Regions from separate parts of the Mus musculus genome. Here region 1 is linked to region 2. A link is a contact called in public Hi-C data. All regions are on one chromosome and are shown on one strand. The core of a region is the stretch at or near the end of the contact, and the rest is flanking DNA. Distances in the headings are between cores, read along the strand shown. Region 1 holds the start of Gpm6a (glycoprotein m6a). Region 2 has its middle 19 kb from the start of Spcs3.

What was found. Hi-C and Micro-C count contacts between places; a contact is called where the count stands out from the background.
Region 1: a contact with region 2 is called in a Hi-C map of forebrain, with 6 times the contacts expected there. The contact joins the promoter of Gpm6a here to the enhancer-like site in region 2. A contact is called at or near these places in 1 of 15 datasets of contacts at CTCF or cohesin (large pre-B cells), 9 of 484 Hi-C or Micro-C datasets (cerebellar granule neurons, cerebral cortex, cortical neurons and 3 more) and 4 of 115 datasets of contacts at active chromatin or transcription factors (embryonic forebrain, embryonic midbrain, forebrain and 1 more).

The regions. Positions count from the first base shown.
Region 1 is chr8:54,953,302-54,958,683 of GRCm38.p6, forward strand. It overlaps Gpm6a (glycoprotein m6a), which reads left to right and starts at 1,427. Exons shown (of 7, transcript NM_153581.6): 1 at 1,427-2,014. The coding sequence starts at 1,978.
Region 2 is chr8:54,508,133-54,513,715 of GRCm38.p6, forward strand. No RefSeq gene overlaps it. Among named protein-coding and RNA genes, the nearest start is that of Spcs3, 19 kb to the right of the region's middle. Within about 2 kb of position 1,464, at least 100 of the 459 cell types and tissues checked have an H3K27ac peak or open chromatin away from gene starts, as enhancers often do. A contact at or near this core is called in cerebral cortex, cortical neurons, embryonic forebrain and 3 more, where this site is marked.

The DNA.
Region 1 (5,382 bases), core at 177-2,676, 450 kb after region 2:
AACATACAGGCTAATATATATATATATATATATATATATATATATATATATATATATATATTTCCCTGTTTTCCTTAAGTAACTCACTTAAAGTTTATAAAATACCAAAAAATATAATATAGTGTTATCATTTGTGTGTGTGCTGCTGTTAATTATTTGCTACACTGATTATTTCTGTGTCGTAAGATGAATGAAGCAGGTAAACAAGGATGGAGGCTCCACTCTGTTCTGAGTGTATGCCAGGATATGTCAGCAGAGAGATGGGCTGAAACACAAAGACTGCTATGTTTTGGCTTCTTTGATTGCCCTATGGCTTCTCTTTCAATCTGGACTGAACAAGCAACTGTCTTAAAAATCCTTGAATACAAATATATATATATGGGGAAAGAGACGAGAGAGAGAGAGAGAGAGAGAGAGAGAGAGAGAGAGAGAGAGGAAAGGGAGATAGATGCTGGGTGGCTAGAGATTCTTCAGTCGCAGTTACCCTTGGGTTAAACACATTTGACGAAAAGAATAGAAATATTGATTATCAGAGAGAAGTAGCTCTTCATTTATGTAAATAAACTGGAGCATTGTCAGATCATTTTTCCTTGAAATATATAAGTGATTTTACAGTTAAAAGTGTGGTGTGAAAAAATGCTGCTGACATGTCTTACAACCTATGTGAAAATTTTCGTATAACGCAAGCATATTATATGGATAACGGGGATATGCATTTTTTTTTCCATCAAGGGCAAGAGCTTATTCAGCTCTGTGTGTTTCCATATGCATGTTTGTTTCGAGAGGAACATAGGCAAGAGAGTCTTCCTTTATACTCTAGGAAAGCTTGACACAGCCTTGACAGACAGTGTTTATGTTCTTCCTGTACCTTTTGTGAAGTATTGCGACTCTACTTGTGTCCTGTCACTCAATAGGTTGAGCACGACTGCTAATTTATTGCCAGACTGCAGCATTGTGATTTGCATTCCTAATCAGAGTGCAGATTCCCATTGTAAAATGCTATCCTGTTGTTCCCTATCCAGAATCCTTTCGTTCTTTTTGTCGCCCCCATTCTCCAATAATCACCCTTAGAATTTTTCCCTTCACAAAATTCCCACTCGGAATTGGCAGCTTTTGTGGGCTAAACTAATCATAATTTACAAAGACATCGATTCTTTTTCTCTTTACCTGTAAAGGTCCTACGCCACTTAATAAAATACTTATTACAACAAAAGATTTATACTTATTTCTTTGAAAACCATGTTTTTATTTCTCCTTGATTCTGAAAGACGTGAAATAAAGGTCCTATCTTAATAATAAGCTTTAACAGACCAGCCTCGAGATAGTCTAATTACATCCCTCCTTGGCACCTTTAAATCAAATTAACTAGACACTTGGTGAGGAGGTAAAAGGAAAGGGCATTTTTGTAATGAATCTGACTGGGTGAGAAAAAACTACTGCAGCAGAAAGACACGACGAGAATTCGGGCTTTCCCACTGTGGTGGCAAAGGGGGGAATTATGGGTTGGTGGTCCGCTTCATGCTAGGAGGACACCCCTCTGTCTGTTCACAGTTCAGCCTGCTTCCAGTTTAAAGCCGAGATTTCAGCACAAACCTCAATTTCTTTCCCCCATTTTAAATGCAAAGCGAGGCTTGTGAATCACAGTGTCTCTGCTCCTAGAATCCAGACCCCTTTCCACTCCCCCTCCCAAAATTATCCGGCTGTTTGTTTGAGTACCTGCTTACTGTGGCACACACAATGGGCAGCTTTGAGAAGAAAAATTGATAATCTTCACGGAAGAGTAATTTGAATGAAATTACACTTGACAGCCAGTCTCTAAGCAAACAAGAGGCGCGAGGGAGCCTCAGCTAAGCTCCAAGGACTTGCCCAAGCCACTGCTGCTGGAGCTGCCCAGGGAAAAAAGGCACACGCTTTTTTGACATCTAATTGAGCTTTTGACTAATACCGTGCGCCAGATTCTCCTGAAGAAAGGTAGCCATGGAAGAGAATATGGAAGAAGGACAGACACAGAAAGGTACTGTGCTTTAAAACAGGTTTATTTGTAACTAGGTGATTATTTTGTGCTTTCCTTGTTTGCTTTAGACACTTGCCAGAGAGACTAATGAATCTTTCCCTCTTGGAAGGCATTTCTCCCTTCCTTTTTCCTCTGGTCTTCACTTGCTGTAATGCCAATTGTGATCCTTACTATTTGAACATCTTCTAGGTATAATACCTAAACGCATATTCTGATATTGATATGTACAGTGTGTCGAACTAATCTTTAGTCCAGTCTTTGTTAGACTTCATTTATTTCATGTTTTCATGGTTGTCAAGCCAAGCTCCGAGATTCCAGATTTCAGGTACAAACACAGTTGGTGCACAAGTTGCAGTTAAAATTTTGATGATGTAACCATTATCAATACCTTTGCATAGCCATCTGATAGAACAAAGAGCAACAGCATGTAGTATAATATGGTTGGTATTCATTGAATTTATTTATTTTTCTGGATGCAGTGTTGTTTTAATTTATAAGGAGCAAAGGTTCACTGATTTGGGGGGGTTATTTAATGACATTAGATTTTTTTTTCGTATGTCTGATTATAATCAACCTATACCTATATCATTGTTAAATATCAGATTCATTTTTAAAGCTTTCTAGTTATATCTGTCTATATGTGGCAATTTTTTAAATTAAAATTGGACAAATGCTGCCCATTTCAAATGATTCAAACAGCTTTAGAATTTTTTTTTATACATCAAGTGGGGCTTCCGAGGAAATTGTTTTCACCCCAGTAGAGGCAGTGTTTGCTGTCATGTCTGTGCACTGGCTTATGTAACATTAGAGAAAACACTCATTTTCTTAAGATTAAAAGACTCATAGCACGTAATACACATAAAGAAATTAATTTATGAGGATTACTAAAAAGAGATGTTTTCAAGGATGATTTTAAATGCATATAAATTTGTTCTCGTTTTAAACCTGCGTTTTTAATGATGTCACTGGTAGTGTGGAGATTCAGTGTAGGCTTTCTCATGTTAAAATGTTCAGGTATGCTTGCCCTCTTCTCTAAGTATATACACACACACACCATACACACACATACACACACAGAAGCATACACACACACATACATATGTGTACACACAGGCAGATACACACACACCGAAACCCACACACCCCTTTGGGTAAACATGCTGTACACAGATCCACCTGTATACAACGACTAAGTATGTAAATGTTTTCTATATGCAATAAAGATAAAAGATAAGCTAATAATCTTCAAAGCTTATGCTCTCATTGATAATGGCATTTGAAGAGAAACATAAAAATCAGCATCACTATAATACTAAGCTTTTAAAATAAAAACACCAACATTATTTGTCATTGCACAAATAACTTAGGAGTTTATTAGAGATTTTAAAGGGTAAATTTCCCTACCATTTCCTGTCTATACTACACTAGACATTTCAGGGGACTGCTTTATTTTCTGAATAAATCTCTTATTCTCACATCTTTTGATTGTACAAGTCAAATATTCTTCTTAAGCAAAGAAAAGAGTAGTTCAGTCATTTTAAGTAGACAAATGACACTCATTACACTAAATAAAATCTTAAATTATGGACCATGGTAACAGGTTGAATGTTTCTCAGCAAGCTATGATAGAGGCAAGAACAAGAAAAATGATGTAATGATGTTATGATCTCCCTCCCTCCTCGGGCAATACTAAAAATCGTTCATAGAGGGGAGGCAGCAGAACATTGACAGGATGATCTGTCTCAGTGGGTGTCTTATCATTAACATATGTCCATATAGACCAGCAATAGTGGAGGAAAGCGATGTTAAAATTAAAACAATCTATATGGTATACAATAAGTACATGATGGTTCTATGTAAAATATCTGTGGATCGGGTTGTTTTCTTAACTGAGGAATGGATTTAATTCTCTTTATACCTGAGTATCCTTTTCTCCCCCTCAAATATACCCATGGCACTTTTTTAACATGTTGGATTTTGTCAAGTTACCTTTGAACAGAAATAGAGAGGAAACATTGTGAATTTTGTATTGATTGCTTTTAGAGGAATTATTTGATAAGCAGATCAAATCATTGGAAATGTTTTAAGGGTTCAGGTAGACAGATTTAATGATTCATCTCCTGGAAAGGAAAGCAGCATTTTATATTCTCTCCTCTCTTGTTTTCTTAAATCACCCAGGATTTTCGATACAGATTCTGATACCAGCATACTCTCTTGATTGAAAGGCATTTCCCTGTCTTCTATTAATTTAACATCTTTTATTGTACTTAATGTTATTGCTTCTGTTTAAACCGAAGACAACCAGATTATATTAAACAGATAAGCATTACGCCAAATGAACACTTGAATTCAATTGTAGAGTGTGCTAACAGGTTAAATGCTCTGGGTGAGCCATAGCAGATGCAGCAACCAAGGAAAGTGATGTCATTGTTTGTTATCCATTTTTCCAGCAGTAACTTTGAAAAATTATTCTCTCTCAGAGGAAGTGGCAACAAATACGTTTTCTTTGCTATAATTTAGACAGATTGAAATTTGTATCACCATCTACCCATACAACCTTTTAAATTCCATGAGAATGTAAAATTTAATCCACTACTTTAACTGAATATATCAGAGAAGGATAGTTTGTTGATGGTTAAGGACTTAAAAGGGTCTCCATAAGAAATGTGTTTTTCTTTGTATTTATGTGTCCTTCCCCACATTGTCTGTAAAAGGCAAACAGAAAAGGTGATATCCAGATGCATATTCAGATCAGGAGGGTGAATAATTTCAGTCTGGGTGAATTCAGCAGACATTGTCTTCTGCCAATCCCTGCTTTGATTCAACTCTAAAATGGAAGTCATTTAATCTGTTGCACACTTCTTTTCTTCAGCCTTCACCAACAGTATCTCATTGCACTGAAGGGTTTCTAATGTTTCCTTTAAAAAAAAATCTCACTTTGGTTAAGCATGCTAAGTAAAGCAAATTCTTTAAAAATGTCTTCAGCCTGTGTTGGCTGTGTCATGCCATCAAAGGTTTTTGGTTTTAAAGAGAGTTTGAGCAAAGATTACATAATTTTCTTTTTAATATGGCAAAGACTTTGTGCCTCAGGGAGGGGGATATCAAGGTTTTGTCACCCTCTCAGAAGAGAATGAGGGAGGTAGGGGGAGGTGAGGGGCTTTGTAGGGTGGGGACCTAGAGGAAGGCAGCATTTGGGATATAAATAAATAAATAAATAAATAAATAAATGTTTAAAAACAAGCAATAAAACCCATTGAGACACAAGATTTGATGATATTATTACACAAACCAGTCGTGTCTAGTGAACAAAACAAATTAGTATATGGATTTAACATATATTTCAGTAGATGAAAATACTTATTTCAGAG
Region 2 (5,583 bases), core at 214-2,713:
AAACAAGATTTGAAACCAAAGAAATTGTTGAAAACTCCCTTGTTTCTATGGCCACTTTACACACACACACACACACACACACACACACACACTGTCTATATCTACATCTATATAATCTATATATATCTATATCCATATCCATATCCATATCTATGTCTATATCTATATGCAAGTGCTGAGGGAGACTTAGTAACAGTGGGATGCCATTGCCATTTAAGGCTTTCTCCTCTTCCCCCTCCCTCCCTCCTTCCTTCCTTCTCCCGTTTTTCTTCTTTTCAGATTATAGCTACATCATGTCCCTCTTTATTTTCCTCTGCCCAAAACCTCCCATCTACCTACCCTTGCTGTCTTTCAAATTTATGGCTTCTCCTTTTTTATTGTTTTATACAGAGAGAGAGAGAGAGAGAGAGAGAGAGAGAGAGAGAGACAGAGACAGAGACAGAGACAGAGACAGAGACAGAGACAGAGAGAGGCTCATAAAGCCACAGCTCTTAGAGGAGAACCCTACAACAACAGTGTTTCTGAACCTGAGGGTCGCTACCCTTTGGGGGTTGCGTGTTCGACATCCTGCATATCAGATATTTACATTGCCATTCATTACAGTAGCAAAATTTACAATGATGAAGTAGCAATAAAATAATTTTATTTTTGCAGGTCATCACGGCATTATGAAGGTTGAGAACCCTGACCCACAAGATCCACTTTACTAAAACCAGCATAACCCCTAACCAGTGTCTAAATATCTGTCCCTATACTCACAGAGAAATGTATTCGTCACCCCTCATTAATAACACTTCTTCCTGCAACAGGTGAAGACCATTTCATAAACCCCAACCAATCAAAACGCAGAGATGTGGAATGCAGACCCAATTGGTACATCTGCAGCACAGAGATCGTTGTAGGAGGGGGTGCTGAAAGATTAAATCAGAGGAGCAAGGTGTTGGCTGTGAGGTTGTCTCCCCTGGGAATGTGGGAAGCCACACCCATAACGTCTCACCGACAAGACTCCCTAAACTCAACCTAAACAAGATTGATACGGGGGGGGGGGGGACGGGGGGGGGGACAGACGCGCTCGTGCGGGCGGGGGAAGCTGAGGAGGCTATGCAAAGAACAAAGACTATTAAGGAAGGCACGCTGCGATCTGGAGACTACCGCTGAGGCGTTGCTCATTGTGGGCTAGAGAGTGGGTGGAGTTTTGTCTTGATCGATAGACAGGCTTGGGCAATGTAAGCCTTTGCTCACTGTGCATGCCCTTTTATCCATAATGCAACGTATAGGCATAAGGAGGAAACTATGGGATTTTCCCTTAAATGTTTCTCAAAGGATACAGTTTGACTAACTATGCATGTGGTTTAAGCCAGTCCAGGATAGAACATTGGTGCATTGCCAAGGGGCAGGGGAGTGCGCTAACGATTGCTACAGTGCTGTGGGTGAGCATAACTGTGAGCCTTTATTTAAAGAGGGGTTGTGGATGCAGTTTAACGGAGGTGGCGCTCCAGGTTGCTAAGTGCTTTGCTGGCAAAGGAGTAGGGGTGGAGCTTAAGCCTTGCAGAGGTTGCTAAGCTACCCCTGCTCTCACCTGCCTCACCAACACTTCATTATCCCTTAGCCTTGGTTATTTTTACATTTTACACAAAGTGTGCTTTGATTGTGTGTGTGTGTGTGTGTGTGTGTGTGTGTGTGTGTGTGTGTGTGTGTGTGTGTGTGTAGGTTAGATACCTAAATCCCACAAGGGCAAAATCCACCCCAAGGCCCTGTTGCTCTGTCTCTACCCAGCAAGCAGCATACTAAGCAAACAGCACTCAGTAACCATTCATTGACTGAATACATCTTAATCCAGCTATGAGGAACCACACTGCTGACAAAGTCCCCTATCCCATAATATACGGCTAAGTAATTGAATAACGAAATTAGGAATTTTCAACTGTGATTTCAAGTCTGAGCTGGCTACTTTTTCTCAAAGGATCCTGAAATTGGATGACTACGTAATGACAAGCAATTTCTTGTGTGTAAGACAAATGAATTGATAGAGCCACAGAGTCCAAGTACTGTTTCATGAAACTGTAATGCACTAGGAGTGGTCGTAGGAGTGGAAAAGTACCGAAGGGATCCTTCCGTCCCTCTCAGGACTCATGGAGACGTTTGCATCTCCTTTTCTGGATGGAACCTGACTAGCTCAGGAGGACAGGAAACACAGGACTTGCCCATGAAAGATCCCTTCCTCTCACCCTTACTTCCTCCCTTCCCCTTCAGCCATTACACGTTAAATATAAATATAAAATGTTAAAACTATGGATATCAAAAGGAGAAAAAGATGCTGAATAAATAAATTATTCTTTAATCTTTTTGTTTAACAGTCCAGTCGTTATCTTCCTCCTGGTCCACCCTCCAACAAGTCCTCATCCCACTCCTCCCCCATCTCCAATAGGAAGTCCCCCACCCCACCCCACCAGACCTCCCCACTCCCTGGGGCCTCAAGTCTCTCAAAGGTTAGGTGCATCTTCTCTGAGGGCAGACCAGGCAGGCAGTCTTCTGCTCTATATGTGTTGGGGGCCACATATCAGCTGGTGTATGCTGCCTGGTTGGTGCCTCAGTGTCTGAAAGATCTTGGGTCCAGGTTAGTGGAGACTGCTGGTCTTCCTATGGGGTTGCCCTCCTCCTCAGCTTCTTCCAGCTTTTCCATAATTCAACCACAGGGACTTCCCTAAATCACCCGTCCTCTGTCCATTGGTTGGGTGTAAGTACCTTCATCTGACTCTTCCAGCTGCTTATTGGACCTCTCCAAGGGTCACTCTGCTAAGCTCCTGTCTGTAGGCACACCGTAGCATCACTAATAGTGTCAGGCTTTGGAGCCTCCCCGTGAGCTGGATCCCACTTGGGTAAACATTTAATTTCATGATTATTAGCAAGTATAAAAATCCAGAGGTCTGTATAATACCATTCTTAAAGTTAAATGGCATCAGGCACTTGAGATGGATGGCACTTCATCTCTTTAGGACCCTGGTCTTCTGATCAGGTTTAATAAGACATCTCACGTCGTGATGGATCTCCTACACAGCTACCAAATTCTGGATACTAGCTATGGCTTGCTATACTACAGAGTCTGACGTTTTCCTAGTTTTGCTGACAGCAGCAACAGTACCAAGTAGCTTTTGAGTTCTCTGCACTCGAAAAAAAGGCAATGGTTGAAAGCCCCTCATCTCTTACAGTTCCAAGGAACAGTTAAATGTAAAAGCCTTCTCCAACATAGCACTAACCCTTTATTGAGGGTTGGTCTGGTGCTGATGTATTCATACGCTAAATTCTGTACCCCAAGATCTGGTTGCCCCAAGGCAAGCAAATTCCATGTATAACAGGCCTTTCTGGTGCAAGCCTTACTCCCCAATTTAAAACCATTGATTAAATAAAAATGGCTACAACCAATATAATGGGGAAAACAGAGAGAGGTGCAGTTTGAGCTACTGGGCTAAGGGTCCTAGGAAGGGACCATAAGGGCAGAGGAGAAGAACACTAACGGAGAGCAGGAGACCAGGAGGTCCCCATTAGTCATGATGGACCAGCAACACATGAAATGCCTCCCCAGGACACCAGACTGCTGGAGCAGAAATCAGCCAGGAAGATTCAAACAGCAAGCATTTGGTTGTACAGCCAGTCTAGCATTAGAGAATTAGATTAGGGGCAATCCCCCAGTAATTGCACAGAGCCTAATAAATAAATTGCAGTTTGTGTCACATTCATTTGAAGCTAGACAAGGATAAACATAAGTTACAAGCCCCTTTGCCCTTCCTTGTGGCCCAATTCAAACTGAACATCTGTAGGTCCCCTTTTCGTGGTTTCCTTGCTGGCCTGCCTCTGTAGATAACATACTTCTTCTGAGACATGGTGCAGTAGACCGGAATGTCCCCTTTATCATCACAACCATGATAAAGGCATCTTCAGTTCATGGCGCTTTTTGTTATTCACACCAAGTTATAGTCAGTTTTCTTATTTGTTGTTTCTCTCTGGTCCTCCTTATGTGAGATGCCTTAAATAAGCATAAAAGTTTCCATTTTTTTAATTACTGACCTTCATAATTGTACTAAATTTCTCACCACGCTTTTCTTAAACATTAACTGCACTATCCAGAGACTGCTTCCTATTTCAATCAAGACACTAGAGCAAGCCTCACTGCTTCATATAATAATTTGTTCAAAATTTGTAAACTGAAACATGTGCTTCACCAACAGACTTTGGAGTGTGTACTGTGTTCAGTTTGGTTCCTGAGGCACTCCACATGCCCCGTATTTCACGGAGATAATCACTCAGCTGTGCGCCAGCAGCACTAGGAGGTTGTCTTAGTCAGGGTTTCTATTCCTGCACAAACATCATGACCAAGAAGCAAGTTGAGGAGGAAAGGGTTTATTCGGCTTACATTTCCATACTGCTGTTGATCACCAAAGGATGCAGGACTGGAACTCAAGCAGGTCAGAAAGCAGGAGCTGATGCAGAGGCCATGGAGGGATGTTCTTTACTGGCTTGCTTCACCTGGCTTGCTCAGCCTGCTCTCTTATAAAACCCAAGACTACCAGCCCAGAGATGGTCCCACCCACAAGGGGCCTTTCCCCCTTGATCACTAATTGAGAAAATGCCTTACAGTTGGATCTCATGGAGGCATTTCCTCAACTGAAGCTCCTTTCTCTGTGATAACTCCAGCTGTGTCAAGTTGACACAAAACTAGCCAGTACAATTGACCCCTTGTCAACTTGACACACAAAAACATCACTAGTAAGCCTCAACCCTTACAATCTTATTCATCCCCAAGATCTAAATAACTTTAAAAGTCCCACAGCATTTCCATATTCTTAAAATTTCAATCTCTTTAAAATATCCATCTTTTTTAAAATCCAAAGTCTTTTTATAATTAAAAGTCTCTTAACTGTGGGCTCCACTAAAACAGTTTCTTCCTTCAAGAGGGAAAATATCAGGGCACAGTCACAATCAAAAGCAAAAGTCAATCTCCAACTGTCCAATGTCTGGGATCCAACTCACGATCTTCTGGGCTCCTCCAAGGGCTTGGGTCACTTCTCCAGCCATGCCCTATGTAGCACACACATCATCCTCTAGGCTCCAGATGCCTCTACCCCACTGCTGCTGCTGCTCTTGGTGGTCATCTCATGGTACTGGCATCTCCAAAACACTGCATGACCCCTTCAGTCCTGGGCCTTCAATTGCAACTGAGGCTGCACCTTCACCAATGGCCTTCCATGGCCTCTCACAGTACCGAGCCTCAGCTGCTTTGCGTGACCCCTTCATGCCTTCAAAACCAGTACCACCTGGGTGACCCTTACATATTACCAAGTCCCGCTGCAGCAGGAGTACAACCTTGGCCATCTCTGGAACACAGCATCTTTGTGCTTTCACAAAACACTTCCCAGAAGATGTCACCTCAATGATGCTGGTCTCTTCTTAATCACCGCTAATTTCTTAGCTCCAGCTAACCAGCATCAATAGTCCCAGTAATGCAAAGTTTTTGCTTTGGTAGTTCTGGTATCTTGTTAATCACAGCTGATTCTTCAGCCCCAGCTAACCAGAACTACAGAATCT